Regions from separate parts of the Mus musculus genome. Here region 1 is linked to region 2. Evidence: chromatin contacts called from public HiChIP or PLAC-seq data. All regions are on one chromosome and are shown on one strand. Each heading gives the region's core, a stretch centred on a gene start, on an enhancer-like site or on the middle of the called end of the contact. The rest is flanking DNA. Distances are from core to core; before and after follow the strand shown.

Region 1 (4,556 bases), core at 1,848-4,347, 300 kb before region 2:
ATAATAATCCCTTCCTTTACGTTGTTTTCTCAGATAGTTTGGCCATAGTCATCAGTAGCAATTGCCACTCTTGGCTCTGCCCACGGAATCTTGGTTCCTTCATCTCTAATGCCCAGTAAGGACACCTGGAGCTAGTCCATGGAGACGGCGAGGAGGGAAGAGAGAATATGACATAAAAGATCTTGTATGCTATCCTGGTTAGCTTTCTGTCACGTTGACATAAGCCAGAGTCACCCGGGAAGAGGAACATCAATGAAGAAAATGCCTCCATCAGATTTGCCTGTTAGCAAGTCTGTGGGCATTTATTTTCTTGATTACTAATTGATGTTAGAAGGCCGTGCCACCCTGGGCAGGTGGTCCTGGAGTGTGTAAGAAAGAACACCGAGCAAGCTGTGGAAAAGAAGCCAGTAAGTAGCGTTCCTCTCTGTCCCTCTGCTTCACTTTCTGCTTATGGCGTTCCCTCTTTCAGTTCCTGCCCTGACGACCCTCACTGATGACTGTGACCTGAGAGCTTAAGTTAGAATGAACTCTTTTCTCTCCACGTTACTTTTGGCCACAATGGGGTGTTTTGTTGTTGTTTGTTTTGTTTTGTTTTTGTTTTTGTTTTTTTACCACAGCAATAGAACCCCTAACGAAGCCATATGGCTTAGGAATGATTGGGCATAAATGCATCTTAATCACTTAGACTTTCCACTCGACTAGGCTCTCCTGGTATGTCTTAAGTGACAGACCCAGTAATCTCGGTTCCTGTAACATGGGTGTCATGGGATGGAGACCTCTACTGCCTAGAGCGGGGAGATGTGCTAGATAGATCACAGCAGCCTTACTGAATCACCCATGGTTCATAGGACACAAACACTGACTACAAACACCACCATACTTGCCCAAGAGCCCCAGCTAAGTAAAAGGACTTCAGCCCCTTCCAGGGACTTTATCAATACACCCTTTTTGTGTGGAATAAAACACCTCTTGCCCACGACTTGGGGCAAAGATTGTAAAAAAGTACTACTACTAATAATAATGATCTTGAGGGGGAAGAAAACACAACAGGGCTCCTAACGGCTCCCCACACAGCGCAGACTGTGTGGAAGCTAAGAGAGGCACTGATATCTTAGTCTTTTACAGCTCCATACAGCTTAGATTTCTTACCACAGCTATGCATTGTTTCATCCTAAGACATGGAAACAACGGTCCGGTGCTCAGGGGCATGCTCTGTGGAAACTGCCCAGAGAACCTTCTCCACAAAATAAAATAATTTAAAAAATCTTTCTTTTTGGGAAATTACTTCCTGTAGGAAGCCCTTCCAGGTGGAGCCTGCCACTGCTATTTCTGCAAGAGCTGCCCTTTGCCTTACCTGAGTGATGAACTTTGCTAATCCAGCCTACTACTAACCAACCCACCCTAGAGCTACAGCATCAGTAACAACTCAGTAAAAGGCCTGGGGAGCAAGGCCTACAAACAGTGCGAGCGAGGTGCCTGCTTGGTCTGAGCATTTCTCTCGAGGAGGCCAACAGTGTGTTACCAGTTTTGGCCTCCTGTCTTGTCTTTATGACATGTGTTCTGGTGGGACCAGAGCCAAGGGAGCCAAGAAACGCTCCAGAGGCCTGACCCAGGCTCAAAGTTCTGGGAAGCCTTCCCTCTACATGTGACTTCTTAGCTGGGAACTGGAAGATGAGGAGACAGGCTGATGAGGTGAGAGGGCTGGGGAGGAGGCTCCGTGGATTTGGGCTGAGCACACAGGCAGGCTCTGAAGAATACAATACTTAGTTCCCAAGGATAGGAGAGGAGGCCCAGCCTTCAGGAGCCTCAGAGCCTCGAGGGCAGGCATAGGATGGGGCCAAGTCACGTGATGTCTTAAAGAGTGTGGGATTTTAAACTTTTCCCTGAGAACAGTTCAAAGTTCTGGAGAGATTTCTCCTAATGGGCTTATTCCACTTTGCCCCACTGGGTCCAAACTCAATTCCTGGCAATTAATGGGCACCTTGTGATCAGCTTCATAGCAGAACCAAGCCACCCCAGAGAAGATCCTCTAAGCAAGGTGACATATGTCGCCTCTTCCCCGCTCTCTTTGTCTTTTGCTATCTAGTATAGAACATAAAATCTACCCAGGGAACTGTGGCAAGGAAGGCAAACTAAGTTAACTCTTCCGGCCTCACAGTCTTGCCCTGAGCTTCAAAATGGACATTGGATACCGCCACCCTGACCAGTGAGACAAGCAAATTAAAACTGGTGGGTCAGGAGTGGCTGGGGGTTTGCCAAGGACCCCCTGGCAGGTCCCAGGTACTCTGAGCATCATGCTTTGGCCGGTAGTCAAGGAAGGATCCCCCCAATCTCCTGTCTAAAATATGTATTTATAGGTTTAATTATGTGAATTCACTTGCCCTTTGCTCAAAGAAAGTAGATACAGGGGCATTTTAATGCTCCACAGAAATGAAACTGTGTTGAAGCCAGCCTGACCTCAGACCGAATGTCAGAGCCGTTGGATTTTTTCAGCAGAAACATAATACTTTTTATAGAATGGGAAGTCAATTGAGAAATCATAAAAAAAAAAAAAAAAAAAAGTAGAGTTGGGAAGGGCTTTGTGCTCACCAGGGTTAGGTCCCTAGAGCCACTGTAGCCTTGTTCCCTGTGGGGAAGGGTCTAATGTTTTGTCCACTTAAGTTTTAAATATCTCAACCAATGGCTCATTCCTGGGAATACCTCTCCCGGGGCGCTAGATCTGGCCCTGCCTGTCAAGGCCCCTTCCTTGCTCCTCCATCTCACTCAGCTCAATGATATAGACAGGCATCTGCAGCGTTTGAAGCAAAAAAAGCCTTGCCTTTCTTTCCCTTTCATCTCCATTTCTCCTACCTGTGGAAACTTCCAGATCTGGAACGGGGCGGGAAGGAAGAGGCAGAGAAAGGAGGCAAGCTGAATATTTGTTCTGAAAGCGGCCATTACAAGAAGCCAAACCCCAGGCCTGGAGCCGACATTTCAGCTTTGGGAACAGGCAGGATCCATGGAACCTGCCTCACTGAAAGCTCAAGGAACCAGCTCAGAGCGGAGCTGCCTCTCGCCGCAGTAGCTGGGACAGAAGGTGGCAGCACAGCACCAGGCTGTAAGGTCTGCAGTCGTTGGAAGCTGGGGACCATCCTAACCCTTCCGGGCGTCCAGATCCCTCCTCTAGCGTCAAGAGTGTCCTGCTTAGGCTAGGAGTGACCCAAAAATCAGCTTTTAAAAGGCAAACCTCAAACATCCAGAAGTGTTCGAACGTGGTCGATTTTCTATGTAAAAACATCATGTTGCTAGAGTTTAAAAGATTCCAAATGGGGTCATAGGGAGGATCCCAAAGGACTTAAACATATAAAGTTACCCTCTTATCCCATGTAGGTAATTTTTAAATAAATTCAGAATACGTGCATCTTTCTTCCTTTGCGCTCTACAGCACTTCTCCAGCCATCTCTGAATTTCCCTTTGGTGTTCCTGTTTTCATTTGCTGATTTAAAAAAAAAAAAAAAAAAAAAAAAAACTTGTTTGGTAGTGTTTGCATGTAGTCCTTCCAAAGCAGGGATCCACACAGTAAGCACTTCTGACTCAAGAGCTGGACCCCTGCTGGGGAGCCAATTAAATGCACTGCCCACCAGGGAGAGTGTGATATTTTTTATTACTTTCTAATTTCGGGCCCTGAAATGGCTTCAGTGATCAGAACGTTTTTTTCTGCCTTAGAAACCTAAAGGAGCCAGCGAAACGATGCCTTTGATTTGTATTTTATTTATATCGGTCCATACTGGCCAAGTGCACACTAAGGATTTCCCTGGGGCCTCAGAGGGTTGCAGGAGTGGAAAAGCAAGACAAAGAAAAAAAAAAAAAAAAAAAAAAAAAAGCACAAAACTTTCTCACCCAGTCGCCTCTGCAGAGCAGGGAACTGTCAGGAACACTGGGAAAGGCTTTTTTGAGAAGTCGGTGAACTGAGAAAAAATGGATAGAAGAATTGGAACAAAACCATTTCAGTGGATTTAAATCTATTTAAACGACAATAGTAAATCAAAGCCATGCCTCTTTCTCATTACCAGTGGCCCCAGTGGTAGGGCCTCATAAATGCTGGCTAAGAAAGACTTGTGTTCCTTTCTAAATACATTCACAGGAAGCCCCACCCAACCCAAGGTGCAAGGATGCTTGCTTCTAAACTCCTGTTTGTTTTGCGTTTCCTTCTCTTCTAAAAAGCATCAGCTTCCAGCAGAAAAGCTTCGAAGGGGCAAGGAGGAGATCCAAACAGACGCTAATGAGGAAAAGAGAAAGTGAAGTCAAACTCTCCCTGAATGCCTGGATGTTTATTTATTTATCTTTGCAACAAGCAAGGATGCTTTAAAATCTAGAAGCACTCCTGGATAAAGCAAACCAGACCAAGTAGCTCACAAAACACCAGAAGCTCAAATTCTGAGCTGTTCCAAATCCTATTCACCTGCCAATGGGGTCTTGGCTGAAAGTCCTCGTCTTTTGTTTTTTCTTTTGTTTTTGTTTTTCCCTTTTTTCTTTTCCTTTTCTCCCGACTCACTGTTTAGCCAGAAGGTAATTCT
Region 2 (3,948 bases), core at 1,377-3,876:
AAAAGTTTAGTAAGCAAAGGACGTCACCTTTTGTCAGCAGCAAGAGACAGATGTGGCACTACAACAGCGACAGCCCCCCCTGCTTCTGAGGCTCTCTCCACTTCTCAGTCACCAAAGTGATTCTCTGAGAAACATCCCCTACCTCTCAAGAAGGGACTGCAAACATCACGGCTCTCAAGAGGATGTGCACCGCCAAGTTCTAACTACTAAGCAGCTACTGTGCACGCATGCCAGCTAACAAACTGGGAATTCCCTTTGTCAAGAGAAAGATCAGAATGTAACTGTACAGTTCCAGGGGAAGATCAATAACCGTCAGAAGGAAAAAGAGAGAGAAAGCGGGCACTTAATTCACCGCCTTTTCATCTCAATGGAAGAGCAAATTTCCTGGGTGACAAGGCCTTCCCTCTCTTCCGAAGTCTTGACCAAGGAAGAGTGTGTGAAATATTTACGACTGGCCTTTCTAGCTAATACTAGCAACACACTTACAAATACACTCATTAGTACCTAGAAAGCAGAGGAAAACCAGACTGGAGTTAGACAAGTCCTGGTAGACACTAATCCACCTGATTGGCAGAATGCAGTGGGGACATACAAAAAGTAAGACATGGTCTATCCACTGCGCATTTTGGGGTGGGGGTGGGGAGGATGCCCAAGCCTCCACACAGACGACCCTTCAGATCATGTTACATCCCAGCCTCGTGAGAGAACAGCCTATGAATGGACCTTAAGTAATAATCCTCCAGAGCTGCAAAGATGGCTCAATTCATAAGGCACTTGCCACGCAAGTTTGAGGACATGAGTTCAATCCCCCAGAACCCATGCAAAAAAAAAGCAGAGTCTGGCCATTATCCTACTGCTGGAAAAGCAGAGCTGCAAAGCTCTCTGGAGCACATTGACTGGCCAGTTTAGACCAGTTCAGACTAGCTCCAGGTTCACTGAGAGATCTGTGTCAATACAGAAGGTAGGTAGCTATTGAAGAAGACACTAAATGTTGGCCAGAGTGGCCTTCCTACACACACACACACACACACACACACACACACACACACAGGCATACAGGCACACAGGCACACATGCATGCACTTCAACTATATCCAGCATTAGGAAATTGTTCACCCAAAGTCACTGGCTTGCCTTCTGTAAAAAGCCATGATCAGAGATATTGTGCAGGCAAAGGCAGGATGGGGAACTGAGTTCCTGAATCATAACATAATAATAATAATAATAGTAAACATAAGTTTAACAGCGCATCCCCAAATCTTGACCCTAAGAGGTTTCCATGGAGGTGCCGACCTTAAGACTCCAGACTCATAAATAAATGGTGATGTTGTCTGTGCACTCCAGCTTTGCAAGGGTAACTACTGCCTCATCCTCTCGCAGGGGCAGACCACACATTCTCATGGGGGCCAGAGCAGCTACCGCTCTGAGCAATGACTTGACTGTGGGACAGACTCTTCCCGGCATAGCTCTTCCTGTATATTTTGGGCTCCGTGATCACACAGTGTACCAATTAACACTTCCTCGTCTAGAAACACAGTCTTCTGGGAAAAACATACTCTCTTCGGTGTGGCCGGGGAGTTCTGCCATAGCTTGTAATTTTGGCGAACGAAGTGACTTCCTGTCTGACAGGAAGCAGATGCCAAAGCTCACTTTAGCTGCCTGCAAAATTCTTGTGGAAAAGTTAAACAGAGAGAAAGCCTCCAGTTCCCCCAAGAGAAGACAGCCCTTTATCAGGCAGAGCCCAACTCTTCCAAGATGGCCAACCTCTCCCCTGACCCCTATTTATTAAAATGAGTTTATCTAACAAACAACCCAAGCGCTTTTCGGTCCTGAAGAAGTAAGTCTGGTCTCTGCTTTGGAAACAACAGCCCTTTCAAAGCTTCTAAGACATAATTACCAGTTGAGTTTTGAACTTTGCCCAGATAAAGGCCGATACAGCAGGCTGGGCTGTTTGTTCCTCTAATCAACTAAGTTCAAGTGTGAATAGAACGCTGGCCTCCCTTTGTGCCTCCAACCTCCTCCAAGACAAAGTTACTTTTCTCCCTTTATTAAGCACTAAGTGTATTTTTACAAGGGAGCCTGAATCTTTAGTTTTGTTTTTGAAAATCCCAACCACTTGATCTGGGGGTGGGGGAGTGTTATTAAGTCCACTGAATCAGTTTTTAGGAACAGCAAAGGCTAACAAGACTTAACCAACTGAAAGCTAAAATTTAAATTGTTATCACAAATCATACTTCCTTCCCTAAACCCCACCCTCATAGCCACTGCAGCAGGTACCTACAGGCAGCAATCTCTGAAAGCTGATGTTGTGCAAAGCTACCATGCAGATTTAAGAAACAATGCCAAGCTATTGCTTGGCTCATACACATAAACCCCAAAGAGTGCCCGGGACAGAGGTGGATGGCACATAAAACAATCTACAATTGACATGTCATTTACTGGCATTTTTAATAGTTTCTTCTCTTTTCGTTTTTAATGCAGTTCTATCTTTCCATCTTACTCTCTCTAAGCAGTTCCCTAGCCAGCCTCGGACAGTAAACAGTTAATATTCCACTCTCCCCCGCTGCCTTGGAAAGCAAAGGAACAATTGAGACATTGTCCAGTGAACAAGACTCCCAGGGACGACATTTTTGTTTATGCCCCAGTTCTCAGACTGTCAGTTTCCACTGGGCACGTTAAAGCCTGACCCACACTACCGAAGGCTCGGGAGCTGAAAGGGCTCTGCTTCGCTTGTTTTAAAGCTTCAGAGTCTGTTTTTGATTCAAACCCCAAACTTCCCCTCCCCTGCACCCCGCCTTTTACCCCAGAAAGTTGCCTCCTAACTCCGAGACTGTGTTGCAATTCCTTCTTGGAATCCTTTGCCAAGAAAAGTAACAAAATATTTTTGAATACCAGTGTTTGCATGGTTTGGTCAAAACGGGTGGGAGTGGTTGGGTGGGTGGGAGGAGAAGGCCAGACAAGTGGCCCAGCCTTGAAAGCCAGGGTGTTTTTAACAGATTCTCAAAAAAAAAAAAAAAAAAAAAAAAAAAAAAAAAGCCTCTAAATTGGATATAGGTAAGTCGGGACCAACGATGAACTCAGGCTCAAGGTCTGGGAAGCGGAAAACATTTCAAAATCCAGAGAGTCTTCAAAACAGCCAAACTTTAGGCTCAAAAACATTATTTCTTCCCAGTCCAGGCCACTGCCTGATGCACTGCTGAAACTACAGCCCAAAGATCCCCCACTACCATCCTTAATAGATATGGGCACTGACAAGGGTGGGTTTTGTGGACTTGGGGCCTGCTTTATGACAGCCTACTCAACAGTGAGCCTGCTTCTTCTCTGAGGAGTGACATCACCAGCTTTCACTCCTGCAAGCAGCGTAGGCATCAAAAAGGCAGCCCCGCCATTCTGCACATAGACACTCTTTGCCATTGGCCCAAGGCTACCAATGGGAAGAAGTGCAGGAGTGTGCATACACTCAGGAGCACAGAGGTACTCTCACCTGGGCACACACATACACACACACACACACACAGGTGTACACAAACAGGTGTATATATTCATACACAGATACACACACAATTGTGCCACACAGTGGGCACACACACACAAGTGCACACGCAGCTGCACACACAGGTGTATATACACATACATGGGTACACAGGTGCATACACAGTTGTGCCTCACAGTGGGCACACACACATACACACCCAGGTGAACATGCAGGTGAGGACACAGGTGTACATATACATACACAGGTACATACACAGTTGTGCCACATACAGTGAACACACAACACACCGGTGTATACATACAGGCACACACAGACAGACAGCTATACACACACACACACACACACACACACACACACACACACGCCCAAAAGCATGAGTTCCACACAGGAAATGAGATTCCTGAAAATGGGACTCCTACCTCCCTGGATCCCCTCATTATTTGAATCAGAGA

What was found. HiChIP or PLAC-seq counts read pairs in DNA pulled down with a chosen protein or histone mark.
Region 1: an H3K27ac HiChIP or PLAC-seq map of neural progenitor cells shows a contact between it and region 2, with 6 times the contacts expected there. The contact joins two enhancer-like sites. A contact is called at or near these places in 1 of 15 datasets of contacts at CTCF or cohesin (the NIH/3T3 cell line), 5 of 484 Hi-C or Micro-C datasets (brown adipocytes, embryonic fibroblasts, myocytes and 2 more) and 3 of 115 datasets of contacts at active chromatin or transcription factors (embryonic basal ganglia, embryonic stem cells and neural progenitor cells).

What each region holds. Positions count from the first base shown.
Region 1 is chr19:56,132,847-56,137,402 of GRCm38.p6, reverse strand. No RefSeq gene overlaps it. Among named protein-coding and RNA genes, the nearest start is that of Gm31965, 20 kb to the left of the region's middle. Within about 2 kb of position 3,097, at least 44 of the 459 cell types and tissues checked have an H3K27ac peak or open chromatin away from gene starts, as enhancers often do. A contact at or near this core is called in brown adipocytes and neural progenitor cells, where this site is marked.
Region 2 is chr19:55,836,884-55,840,831 of GRCm38.p6, reverse strand. The region is part of intron 5 of Tcf7l2 (transcription factor 7 like 2, T cell specific, HMG box); the gene reads right to left. Among named protein-coding and RNA genes, the nearest start is that of Gm31734, 96 kb to the right of the region's middle. Within about 2 kb of position 2,626, at least 125 of the 459 cell types and tissues checked have an H3K27ac peak or open chromatin away from gene starts, as enhancers often do. A contact at or near this core is called in brown adipocytes and neural progenitor cells, where this site is marked.